2 separate regions of the Mus musculus genome follow, and region 2 is linked to region 1. The links are chromatin contacts, called in public promoter capture Hi-C maps. All regions are on one chromosome and are shown on one strand. Each heading gives the region's core, a stretch centred on a gene start, on an enhancer-like site or on the middle of the called end of the contact. The rest is flanking DNA. Distances are from core to core; before and after follow the strand shown.

Region 1 (6,167 bases), core at 1,510-4,009:
TCAATGGACGAGCAGGAACTGGAGGGGATGCTGAAGCCCTTTGGCCAGGTCATCTCTACTCGGATCCTTCGAGACACTAGTGGGGCCAGCAGAGGGGTCGGCTTTGCAAGGTAAGGGATGACTGAGAGTGGCTAGCAAGAAATAACTTAGGAAACAACACATACACACACAGATGCACATACAGATGCGCACAGACACACACGCACAGAATCACACACAGACACACACAAATACACACAGAGATACACACATACATACACATATAGACACATAGGCGTACACACACACACACAGTGCCCTTCCCCTGAACTAGACCAAAATAATTGTCAAAAATACCTAATAAGCCGGGTGTGGTAGCACACGCCTTTAATCCCAGCACTTGGGAGGCAGAGGCAGGCGGATTTCTGAGTTCGAGGCCAGCCTGGTGAGTTTTGAGACAGGGTTTCTCTGTCTTGAAAAACCAAAAAAACCCCAAAACAAACAAACCTAATAAGAGGCAGCAAAGTAGCTCAGCAGGTAAAAGTGCTTGACAGCAAACCTGGTGACCTGAGTTTGATCCCTGGAGCCCAGACGGTAGAAGGAAAAACTGACCCCAGAAGGTGGTCCTCTGACCTTCACATGTGCGGCAGCTTCTGCACATACATAATACATACATGAATGCAAGTTGTCTAAACCCTTGGTAGTAAATCGTGTGTGTGTGTGTGTGTGTGTGTGTGTGTGTGTGTGTGTTGAATATTAAACTAAGGGCCTGGCACATAACAAAAACTGCCTGCAATCCTCCTGCCTCTGCCTCCCAGACGCTGGGATTCTAGGCATGCTCCACCACGCCTCACCTCATGGATGTCCTTCGGCTTCCTTTCCCATTGCCTCTGCTAACCTAGCTTTTGTTCGTCCGATTCTGTGCCCTTACAGCTGACCATTCCCACTCCACACCTCATTTAAACTCTGTCAGGCCTGGACCTAGTCCTCAGATCAGTAGGATGAAGTGGAAGATTTGCTATGCTCTCTGGATCTTCAGGGAGACTTCTATCCTAGAACAACCTGTGCAGTGGCTGCCCTGTGTTGTAGGACATTGCTGAGCTTTAGCGTTCTCTGTGGAGTTTGATTACCCAGATCTCTCCTTCTCTAGGCTGCCCTCTCCTGGGCTCATGTGTCATGGAGCTTCACCTGATCTTAGCCTACCTAAAAATGACTTACTTTTTTAAAAAAGATTTTGCTTGGGTGCTTACATGGTTGATCAGCACGTAAAGATGCTTGCTGTTGAAGCCTGCCAACATGTTTGACCCCCCCCCACCACTCACATGACTACACACACATACTGATGTTTTTATAAAAAGACAAAGAAAGTGGGGGGGGGAGTTATGTTCTATGGAGGTATAGTCAGGTATGGGGGGGAGGGGGTACCTTGGTGGGCCCATGCTGAGGCATCCCTTCCCCCTGAGGGAGCAACCACATGATGGTATAGTAATAGAGTTTATTAAGGGCATGGGAGGGGGGAGTTAAGAGGGTAGTAGAGGCAGAGAAAGGCAGAGAGAAGAGAAGAGAAGTAGAGGAGAAGAGAAGAGAAGAAGTAGAGGAGAAGAGGCTGCCATGAGCACGTGGAGAGATGGAGGGGAGGGAGGAGAGAGAGGAGAGGACAGAACATGAGCAAGAGGGAGCAAGCAGCTCATCAGGCATCCCTGGGTGTTGCCAGGTACTGTGGGGTGGAGCATCCCTGGCTGTTGCCAGGTAACTGTGGGATGGATCTTAGAGAGAATGCTAACACATACAAAATAAATACATGTGAAACATTGTTGCAAAGACTTTTTGTTTTGAGTGGCGGAAAATCTCTGCAAGTTCAAAGTGGCCATATCTGAAAGAATGTGAGTTCCAGGCTAGCCAGCACTAACTACATCATGAGTCCAAGCTCAAGACAGGGTGGTAATGTAGCTCTGTGGGTAGAGTGCTTGCTTAGTAGGCATGGGACCCCCCCCCCCAAAATTTGATCTACAGCATGGAATAAAATGGGTATCTAATGACATTTTAGCACTTGGGTTGTGGAGGCAGGAGAATCAGAAGTTGAAGGTGAACCCCTCAAAGTTTGTACACACCTGTAACCCTTGTGCTTGGAAAGTTGTACATAGACTGTTTACAGTCAGCCCAAGTTGATTTTTGTTTTTGTTTTTGCTTTTGTTTTTTTTAAGAGTCTGTCTCAAAATCAACAGTGGAAGTCAAGCAGTGGTTGAGAGGGCAGATGCAGGAGGATCTCTATGTGTTCAGGGCCAGCCTGGTCTATAGATCACGTTCCAGGCCAGCCAAGGCTCTGTTACACAGAAAAACTCTTCTCTTGAAACAAACAAACAAACAAACAAACACCAAAACAACAAACTATTCAAGGCCTGATCTGTAGCTCAGATGAGAGGGATCACTTGGAATTCAAGACCTGCCGAATTGAGAGTGAGACCCTAGCTCAATAAACAAACAAATAAATAAAATATTGAAAAATCAAACAAGTGAGTTTCACTTGAGAGGAGAGTCTGTTAGTTGTTAATTGTTTTTAGCTTAAAGGTCTGGGTTTTGTGTTTCAGTCTCTTAGCCTGCTCAGACTGGGAGTGAAGTGGGTTATCTTGGCCCATCACAATCCTGACATTTGGAAGAGGATGGGGAGCCCCTGGACTATGTGAGATACCGTCTCAAAGAACAGCCTCTCCAATAAAATAGAGGCTGTGGCTAGAAAAATACTAGTTCTGAATAGGCTCAGTCTGCGTAGCGCCACCTAATGTCAACCTTGGGTAATACAAGAGGAAGAGTCTTGGACTTGTGTTCTTCCACTTTCGGCTCACACACTGTTTGCTTGTTTGTTTTGCTTTTCGAGACAGGGTTTCCCTGTGTAGCCCTAGCTGTCCTGGAACTCACTCTGTAGACCAGGCTGGCCTCCAACTCAGAAATCTGCCTGCCTCTGCCTCCCGAGTGCTAGGATCAAAAGCGTGCGCCACCACGCCTGGCCCTTTTTCTTTTGTGATGTGTCCTGGTTCCATTTTTGTTACTGTGCTTAAACACCGGGACAAAAGGATACTTAGGAAGGAGGGTGTGGTGGTCCCTGTAATCCCAGCACTCAAGAGGCAGAAGTGGGTGGAGTGGAAGGGACAGCTTGGTGAATAGAGTCAGTTCCAGGCTGAAAAAGCTTATACTGAGAGGCCCTGTCGGACAGAACCCAGGACAGGATGAGTTCATGCATGCTTGCTTGCCCGTTTAGGCTCACTTTGCCTTCTCCACTCTGACACAGCTTAGGGCCCCCATCTAGGGAACAGTCCCTGCCTAGGGAATGGTGCCACCCAAGTGAATTAATGGAAGACAGTCCCTGGGAGACATGCTGACAAGCTCACAGTTAAACCCAATACAGGCAGTTCTTCACATAGTTCACCAGCAGCTGGGATTAAATAACTGCCTGTGTTTTGTTTATTATTTTTTTTAAATTTATTTACCATATGTAAGTACACTGTAGCTGTCTTCAGACATACCAGAAGAAGAGGGCATCAGATCTCATTACAGATGGTTGTAAGCCACCCTGTGGTTGCTGGGATTTGAACTCAGGACCTCTGGAAGAGTCAGTGCTCTTAACTGCTGAGCCATCTCTCTGGCCCTCATTTATGTTTCTATTACATTTTATTTGTTAATTTGTGAGTGTGTGTGTGTATGGAGGACAACTTTTAGGAATCAATTTTTCTCCTTTACCATGTCGGTTCCAGGGATCAAACTCATGTCATTAGACTTGGCAGCAAGCTCTCTGATCTGCTGAGCCATCTTGCCAGTCCAAGTATAGAGCTGCTGAAATCCCAGCATGTGAACACTGAGACAGGGGCTATACAACAAGATTCCCATTTCAGAAAATCAGAAACAAGCAGGAACCGCTCAGCAGTCTGTACTTCGGAAGGAAGCTGTAGCTGGTGCATAGACGAGGATGTGGTCACTTTTCCTGAGTGCTCTGACTTACAGAGCCTTGGGTGGTGAACGGCCACTGGTACCTACACCTTCATTCTTTTCTTGTGCTTTCCCCCTCTGTATCACGTATGGGGCAAGAGCCCTCACACCCTTTAAAAAGCATTTCTTTATGACAGGTAGTAGTGGCTGCACACCTTTTTAATCCCAGCACTCAGGAGGCAGAGGCAGGTGGGTCTCTGAGTTCAAGGCCAGCCTGATCTGCAGAGTGAGTTCCAGAGCAGCCAGGTCTACACAGAGAAACTCTGCTTTGAAAAAAAAAAAAAAAAAAAAAGGCATTTATTTATCAATTCATGGGGGGAGAACAAATATGGCATCACATTTCTGTGGAGGCCAGAGGAAGCTCACAGGAGTCAATTCTCTCCTTTAAATATTTACTTGTATGTGTAAGAGTCTTCTGTGTACATGCATTTATGTGCACCAAGTGTGAGCCTGTTATCTTCAGAGGTCAGAGGAGGGCATTGGATCCACTGTAAGTTATTACACATGGTTGTGAGGTATCCTGTTAGTACTTGCACCAGAACCTGGGTCCTCTGCAAGAGCAATAGGTACTCTTACCCACTGAGCCATTTCTCCACTTCACTTCACTTCTTTTTTTTTTTTTTCTTTTTTGAGACAGTGTCATTGTAGCCCCAGCTGGCCTGGAACTTGATAAGTAGACCCAGGCTGGTCTGGAACACTCAGAGAGACACCAGTCTCTGCTTCTCGAGCACTGAGGTCAAAGTCATGCGCCATCATGCTGACATCATTAGGAATTTTTAAAAAATAGTTCCATGACCACTGAAAAAACTTTACGTTTATTTCTTATGTACATATGTGCATGTTTGTGTGTTACAGTGCATGTGTGGAGGTCAGAGGACAACTATCAGGAGTTGGCTCTCTCCTTATACCATGTGGGTTCCAGGGATGGAACTCAAGTCGTTGGGCCTGCTGAAAAAAATGCCATTATCCACTGAACCATCTCATCAGCTCACCATTAGGGCCTGGGCTACTCAGTCAGCGAGTGCGGGCTCACCCTGCATGACAACTTCCAGCACTCCATAGCAGTCAGACACGGTAGAACTTTTCTGCAGTTGTAACACTGAGGCAGGAGAATCAGATCAAAGCCATTCTCAGACACAGGGTTTGAGGCCAGGCAGAGGTATATATAAAATACACACACAGAGAGATAGCCTGTGTTTAAAAAAATAAATAAAAAGGAAAGCTAGGTGCCTCGAAATGAACATGTAGGACATAAACATTCTCCAGTATTTGTGGGTCTAGGAGCCTGTGAGTATGTGTAGGACACATATCCCGGACAGGTGGTCTTACTCCTCATGTGCGTCTTAGGATGGAGTCAACAGAGAAGTGTGAAGCCATCATCACCCACTTTAATGGAAAGTATATAAAGACACCCCCTGGAGTAGCAGGTGAGGCCTCTGGGACTCGGGCTGGGAGCCATTGGAGGAATGGGTACTGCCCCGTGGCCCAGCAACTGTGTATGTTTTCTCTTGACAGCACCTTCTGACCCTTTGCTTTGCAAATTTGCTGACGGTGGGCCAAAGAAACGACAGAGCCAAGGAAGATACGTGCAAAATGGACGGGCCTGGCCAAGGAACGGAGACATGGTAAAAAGATCCCCGAGGAAGCACGAACCCTGAGAGCATTAGAGTTGGAAATGGCGCAGCCTGGCTTCTGTGCGTGTAGGTGGGAAGCTTGAGAGTAAGATGTGTGGCTGAGCCCTGGTGTCTACTCGCTCTTTAGCGCAGTCCCCAAAACCTGTCATGGGACATGTGGGTATTCTGGGCTGGCAATATGGACACTACCTTCTTTCTTACAGGGCGGTATGGCCTTGACCTATGACCCCACTGCTGCCCTTCAGAATGGGTAAGGGTGTTTCATTCTAATTTTCAAACAGCAGTTAGTGGAGGTGGCTCTGGCTCCCCGAGGCTTCTCACTGAACAAAGGCCTCTCCTGCAGGTTCTACGCAGCTCCTTACAGTATCGCCCACAGCAGGATGCTTGCTCAATCTGCGCTAGCCCCGTATCTTCCATCTCCTGTGTCTTCCTATCAGGTGAGGTGTGAGGCTTTTCCTACTGTGTGTGTTAAGTGAACGAATGTAAAGCTTTTCTATATAGTACACACAAAGAAATGGTATGTTGGAGCATAACATGTGATTTTTATGTGTGTGTATATATATATATATATAT
Region 2 (6,167 bases), core at 2,708-5,207, 260 kb before region 1:
AGAAAAGGAGAGCGTAAAGTAGGATAATACTTTTCCATGACTGTATTTTTTTTTTGTTTGTTTGTTTTTTTGTTTTTTTGAGACAGGGTTTCTCTGTATAGCCCTGGCTGTCCTGGAACTCACTCTGTAGACCAGGCTGGCCTCGAACTCAGAAATCCGCCTGCCTCTGCCTCCCGAGTGCTGAGATTAAAGGCGTGCGCCACCACGCCCGGCTCATGACTGTATTTTTAGTTTTTTTTTATTTACTTTAAGAGACAGTCTCATGTAAGGCTGGCCTCAAACTTACATATGTAGCCAAACCTGGCCCAGCATCTCTATTCCTCCTACCTACGCCTTCCAAGTGCTGGACCATGGGTGTGTGGCCATCATGTCTAGCTACAAAAATATTTCTAATAAGGTACAACCAAGAGCCAGGCACGGTTGCTGTCTAACATTTGAGCAGCAGAGGCAACGAGGGTTACTGCAAGTTCTGAGGACATTCTGGGATCCAGAGAATGAGTTCTAGGCCAGCCTGGTCTCCATAGCAAGGCCCTGTCTCAAAAAAAAAAAAAAAAAAAAAAACAAAGAAAAGGAACACCTGCTGGGTGTGTTGGTGCACCCCTTTAATCCCAGTGCTCAGGAAGCAGAGGCAGACGGATCTCTGAGTTTGAGTCTAGCCTGGTCTACAGAGCAAGTTCCATTACAGTCAGGGCTACACAGAGAAACAGGAAAAAGAGGGAAGGGATACCTAAGACCATGTGGAACTCATTTGCCAAGTGTTTACTCCCTTTTTTCACCTGCTAATAGAAATGAGAGGGCTTCTGGATTTTTGGGGTTTTTTTTTTGTTTGTTTTTCTTTTTGTGGCTTTGTAAATCCTTCTGTTGTGTATATATTTTCTCTATATGTATGTATTTAATTTGGGAGGGAGCTTTCATGTGCCACAGTGGGCACGTGAAAGTCAAAGGACAGTGGCAGTCTGTGGGTGTCAGTCCTTGCACCATAGGGGTTCCAGGAATTGAATCCAAGCCACCAGGCTTGGCAGCAAACATCCTTGTCTGCCGAGCCATCTCGCCAGCTCTGTGAGGGTGTTGTGTCTACCTTGTTGTTGCCTTATCTTGACAGCAAGCAGTGTTGGGCAGAAGGGTTCACCTAGCTGACAGTTCTGGGTTACATGCAGTCCATCCCTGCGGTGGACAGAGCTGGTCACAGTGCAAGCACGGTCAGGAGCAGAGAAAACGAATTCACGCTTGCTTGTGCTCAGCTCAGTTTCTCACTGAGTGATGCCACGCAGTGTGCTGGGTCTTCCCGCATAATTAATTACAATCCCCCATAGATAAGCCCACGGACCAACCAACTCAGCAGTCCTTCCTGCCTCTTCCCAGGTGATTCTAGTCTGTATCAAGGTGACAGACCTAACCACCACTCAATATGATCCTTAGTCCCCAGATACTTTTTTTTTTTTTTTTTTTTTTTGAGACAGGGTTTCTCTGTATAGCCCTGGCTGCCCTGCCTCTGCAGACCAGGCTGCCCTGGAACTCAAAGATCCACCTGCCTCTGCCTCCTGAGTGCTGGGATTAAAGGCCTGTGGCACCACCCTGCGCAAAATAAAAGTGTGTAGGTGCCTGAATATATGCATGTCTGTGCACCGTCTGTTTCCCTGGGACCTGTGAAGGCTAGAGGAGGATGCTGGGTCCCACGGAACTAGTGTTACAGATGTGTGAACTCCTATGTGGGTGCTGGGAACTGAACCTGGATCTTCTACAAGAGCAGCCAGTGCTCCTCACTGCTGAGCCATCTCCCCAGCCCCCAAAAGTTGTCTGTTGTTTTTTTTTTTTTTTTTAATATATAGAACAAAATCTTAACATTGCGATGTACATATTTGCTTTATCTATGAACTGAGGAAAGGGCTTTTCCCTTCCATCTAGGCTACAGATAGCTTAGACCAGTAGAACAGAGAATTGAGTGGGAATATGGTTTGAGAACTAGTCTCCACATCACTGACGGTCAGCAATGCCTTTGTACACCAGAGACAGTCCTGTTTCTGTCTACTAGGACTCAGTAGAGCACCTACTCTATGTATATGTCAAGGAATAAAACACAGCACCTGCCTTTCAGTCTCTGCAGGAGTAAGGATTATAATACGCTGCAATAGGTATGTGTGTGTGGGGGGGGGGAGGGGTAATCCTAGCATACAGTTGCCAGAGTGAAGGCATCTCACACTCCCAGCTCCCTTAAAATGTTTAAAATATATGGGTGTAGGGATTGGCAAGGTGGTTCAGCAGGAATGGGTATTTGACATCAAGCCTGACAACCTGAGTTCAATTCCCAGAACATCCACATGGCAGAAGGAGACAACCAACTCCTGAAGGTTATATATGTGTGTGTGTGTGCGTGCGTGTACACTTAGCTACACACACACACAGGAGTAAACACAAAATATACACAGTTGGGGGGTGATGTGTAGCTAAGTGGCTCAGTCAGTGGCAGAGGGGTTCAGTTCCCGGATGTATTTTTCATTTTATTATAGTGCTGGGTATCTAACCCAAGCACTAACTTCCCACATGATAGACCCAGCCCCTTTCCATTTAAAGAGAAACTATAGCTCTTCTTCCTGTGCTTCTCCAGCTTTACAGGCATCTTGGGCCATAGGACATTTTTTCAGAGAGCTTTGAGCCTTGAACTAAATCTGGGTCTGATTTCCAATGACACAGAGATACCTAAGATAAATATGTTGTATTTATATAATATAAAATTATACACACACACATATGTGGTTCATGGAGCAACTTCCAAAATTATTGAGGGGCCCCATTCATACTTTTAGCCCATAGCTTTTTGTACTCTATTCAGGACCACCTGCCTAGGGAATAGGGCCATCTACAGTTGGGCTAGGTCTTCCTGCAAAATTAAGTTAATTACAATCCCCTACAGACCAGCCAATGTAGACAAGCCCCTCACTGACTCTCCCTAGCAGACTCTAGATTGTACCAAATTGACAGTTAAAATTATCAGTGCTAGGGTCCCAACCAGGCTGGCCTCGAACTCAGAAATCCACCTGCCTCTGCCTCCCGAGTGCTGGGATTAAAGGCGTGCGCCACCATGCCGGCTAGGATCCCATTCTTATTCAAAACCCATAGTCTTTTTGTACCTGGTCAGCATTCACGCAGTTGTGCTTGGTGAAGACTCATCCACTCTCTGGGGCATGGAAGTGGGCTTTGAAGACAGACCCTTTCTTACCTTAACTACCTAACTCTGTTTCTTCCTCTCCCACAACTAGCTTCCGAGAACCAGAACGGAAATGGACTGAGCACCCAGCTAGGTCCTGTGGGTGGCCCCCATCCTTCTCACACCCCCTCACATCCCCCCAGCACCCGAATCACTCGAAGTCAACCCAACCACACGCCTTCCGGCCCTCCTGGCCCCTCCAGCAACCCTGTCAGCAACGGCAAAGAAACCCGAAGAAGCAGCAAGAGATAGCAAGAGATGAGTCTCTCCTTCCTTCCACCACAACCATGATCCAGGCGTCTCTGCCAGAGAACAAGACAGTCTTCTATCAGGCTGCTGGCTTTGGGATTAGAGGATAAAGTAGCTGTGTTTTAGCCACTAAATTTCCCTGGAGGGGTTGGAAGCAGCAGCCTTATCCACCTCAAACTCACGCCCCACCCCACCCCTGTCCTGCTGATGCTGTCTATCCCCTGGGATCCAGGGTCCTCTGCCTGCCCTCCTTTGGAAAAGACAGTGTGGTTTTTGTGTGGGAAATAAGGGTCTAACTGAAATCCCTCCTTCCTAATAAATGTTCCCACTCATTCTGGAGTCTGTGTTTCTCTCATAGGAAAGAGGTTAGCAGGTGTGCACTTAGGGAATTGTAGTGCCCAGGCAAGGAGGCCTTTGGCAAAGCAAGCCTGCCCCTTTAAGGTAGTGTCCCTCCCCTACCCCCTCCCTCCAGGTGACCCTTGTCCAGCCTGCCTCCCACAAGAAGGCTGGGTCCCCCTTCCTCTTGGTGTCTTTTGTGTCTCCTGTCCTGCCGTCAGGTAATGCTAACCCCAACCCCCCGGGCCACTCACTGACCCCCTGATTGTAAGCCAGGTCAGATGTCAGAGGGGAGCCCTGTTCTGGCTTCTTTTCCTCAACAGGGCTTCCTCTTTCTCGTTCATTGATTATAGAGCTGGGGGGTGCTGACGGTTAGTGCTTGCTGGAGTCGGGGAATCACAGCTCTTTTCTTACACTTCCCAGGGTGGGCATCACTGAAGTCACTTTCCTAAATGCATCTGGAATTGCCACTTATCTGCCTCTCCCTCTAACTCCCAGTTTAGGAGCACCTTGGCTCAACTCTCCAGGGAATGTGGGGATGGGGTTGGAAACAGACGCAGCTCAGGACCAGATGTTAGGAATGTGGGGAGGGTACGTTTAGGAAAAGGCTTGGGTGGCGCTGAATGGCTTATGGGCTATAAAATATTTAAGAGGAAAAAACTGAGCACAAGTTCTTAACCATGTGGCTTCTTCAGGGCAGAGGGTGGCCCCTCCCCAGTCAAGGCCCTGCAGAGACTGACTTTTGACCCCCCCCATCCCAGAGACCAGTGAACCATTAACTCCTATATGAACCTTCCCACACTTGCCCCACCCCTGACTCCGCCCCAGAGCAGGTGGGCTAAGGGGAAACCTATCCATTTCAGCCCTCCTTGTGACGTGGCTTCCACTGCATCTGAAGGCTGAGCTCCTTCCCTCGGATCTCCTAAGGTCCACAGTGAGGCCTTCCAGGGACCTGAGGTGACAGCTCTCACACTGCCAGTAGGGGTGAGGCCCTGAATATGGAGAGGGAATAGGGAGGCGGAACAAGCTTGAGAGGTGGGTTGTCTCGGGACCAGGTGTAAGGAGAGCTCTGGGGTCAGGAGGCTGCTCCAGAAGGCAGAAGGGAGGGGCAGAGAACGCCTGAGCCTGCAGAAGCTGCAGACAGACTCAGTAAGCGGTGGTAAGTGTAAGAACATCTCCCTAGCTCTCAGCTGAGGGACAGCAGCTCTGACCCCACCCCTCCTCCTTGTTCTAGGGTACAGTCCTCAGGATGTCTCAAAGGAAATAGAAGTCAGAAACAGAGCCTCTAACCATAGCCCTAGTGATGGGGCCCCCAGTACATCATCTGCTGACTGGCCTATGTGTGGGGGTGGCCTTGGGCTGGGTAGGAGGCTCCGTCCCAAACCTGGGCCCAGCTGAACAGGAACAGAACCACTACCTGGCCCAGTTGTTTGGTCTATATGGAGAGAACGGGACACTGACTGCAGGGGGCCTGGCGCGGCTTCTCCACAGCCTAGGACTAGGCCGAGTCCAGGGGCTCCGTCTGGGACACCATGAGCCTCCAACTGGGCGGGCTGCACCCACAAGTGGAGACAATTTCACACACAGGTATTAATCTCTCTCCCAAACACAAAATGTGGCATCTCCTGGTTCCGCTCAGTGCCTGCTTAGGCTCCAGCTGCCCAGTGCATGAATCCCCAGAGTTACAAATCCTCTCACACCAACTGCTCACCTCTATTAGCTTCAATTCTCCAGAAGTCCTAGCTCTCGGTACTTCCAGGCTTTCCCTGTCGAGCCCACAGCCACCCACTTTAGGTTCTCTTACAAATGACAGCTCTCAGGTCTTCCCAGGACTGACTGTGGTTGTCTTTCCTTCGCCAAACCTTCCAGGTGACAGCTCAGGGCAGGTGTCAGGGAACTTGAGTAAGTCTGACTTGCTTGCTAATCCATCTAATGTAGGCTGCAAGAGCCGGAGCTGAGTGTGGACATCTGGGCAGGAATGCCTCTGGGCCCTTCAGGTTGGGGTGACCAGGAGGAATCAAAGGCTCCTGACCTGCACGGGTCAGGGCCCTCGAGCCTAGACCTCTTCCAGAGGCTTCTGCTGTTGGACCATTCGTTGGCTGACCATCTGAATGAGGATGTAAGTCTGAGTCTCTAGACAGGAGAAGGAACCATGGGAGTAGGTGGCCTGAAGTATTTGGCCCTTTAGGGGGCTTGAAGTACATGAAGAGTCAGTAAACGAATAGCTACTCAGTGTTCCCTTTAACCTTAGCGCAGGCTCACCAAATTCAGAGGTGTCACTTAGCAAACGCACAATCCAGGGAAGTATCTCAGGGTTAGGCTGTGGGGATGGTTATGTGGAAAAGTGTCCTGGAGATGATGGTATATCCATCTGAAA

Evidence for each region. Promoter capture Hi-C pulls out the DNA fragments that hold promoters and counts their contacts.
Region 2: a promoter capture Hi-C map of embryonic stem cells shows a contact between it and region 1, with 2.9 times the contacts expected there. The contact joins the promoter of Slc39a5 here to the enhancer-like site in region 1. A contact is called at or near these places in 3 of 39 promoter capture datasets (the C10 cell line, embryonic stem cells and hippocampal neurons), 3 of 484 Hi-C or Micro-C datasets (B cells and embryonic stem cells) and 4 of 9 other capture datasets (adipose tissue, embryonic stem cells, liver and 1 more).

Annotation. Positions count from the first base shown.
Region 1 is chr10:128,137,338-128,143,504 of GRCm38.p6, reverse strand. Rbms2 (RNA binding motif, single stranded interacting protein 2) reads left to right here. Exons shown (of 13, transcript NM_019711.2): 5 at 1-110; 6 at 5,308-5,387; 7 at 5,476-5,585; 8 at 5,798-5,844; 9 at 5,938-6,031. Among named protein-coding and RNA genes, the nearest start is that of Gm51821, 15 kb to the right of the region's middle. Within about 2 kb of position 2,759, at least 9 of the 459 cell types and tissues checked have an H3K27ac peak or open chromatin away from gene starts, as enhancers often do. A contact at or near this core is called in embryonic stem cells, where this site is marked.
Region 2 is chr10:128,399,014-128,405,180 of GRCm38.p6, reverse strand. It overlaps Slc39a5 (solute carrier family 39 (metal ion transporter), member 5), which reads left to right and starts at 3,957. Exons shown (of 12, transcript NM_001136237.1): 1 at 3,957-4,011; 2 at 4,654-4,747; 3 at 5,025-5,377; 4 at 5,729-5,909. The coding sequence starts at 5,094. Nabp2 (nucleic acid binding protein 2) reads left to right here. Exons shown (of 7, transcript NM_027257.2): 7 at 3,258-3,786. The coding sequence ends at 3,457.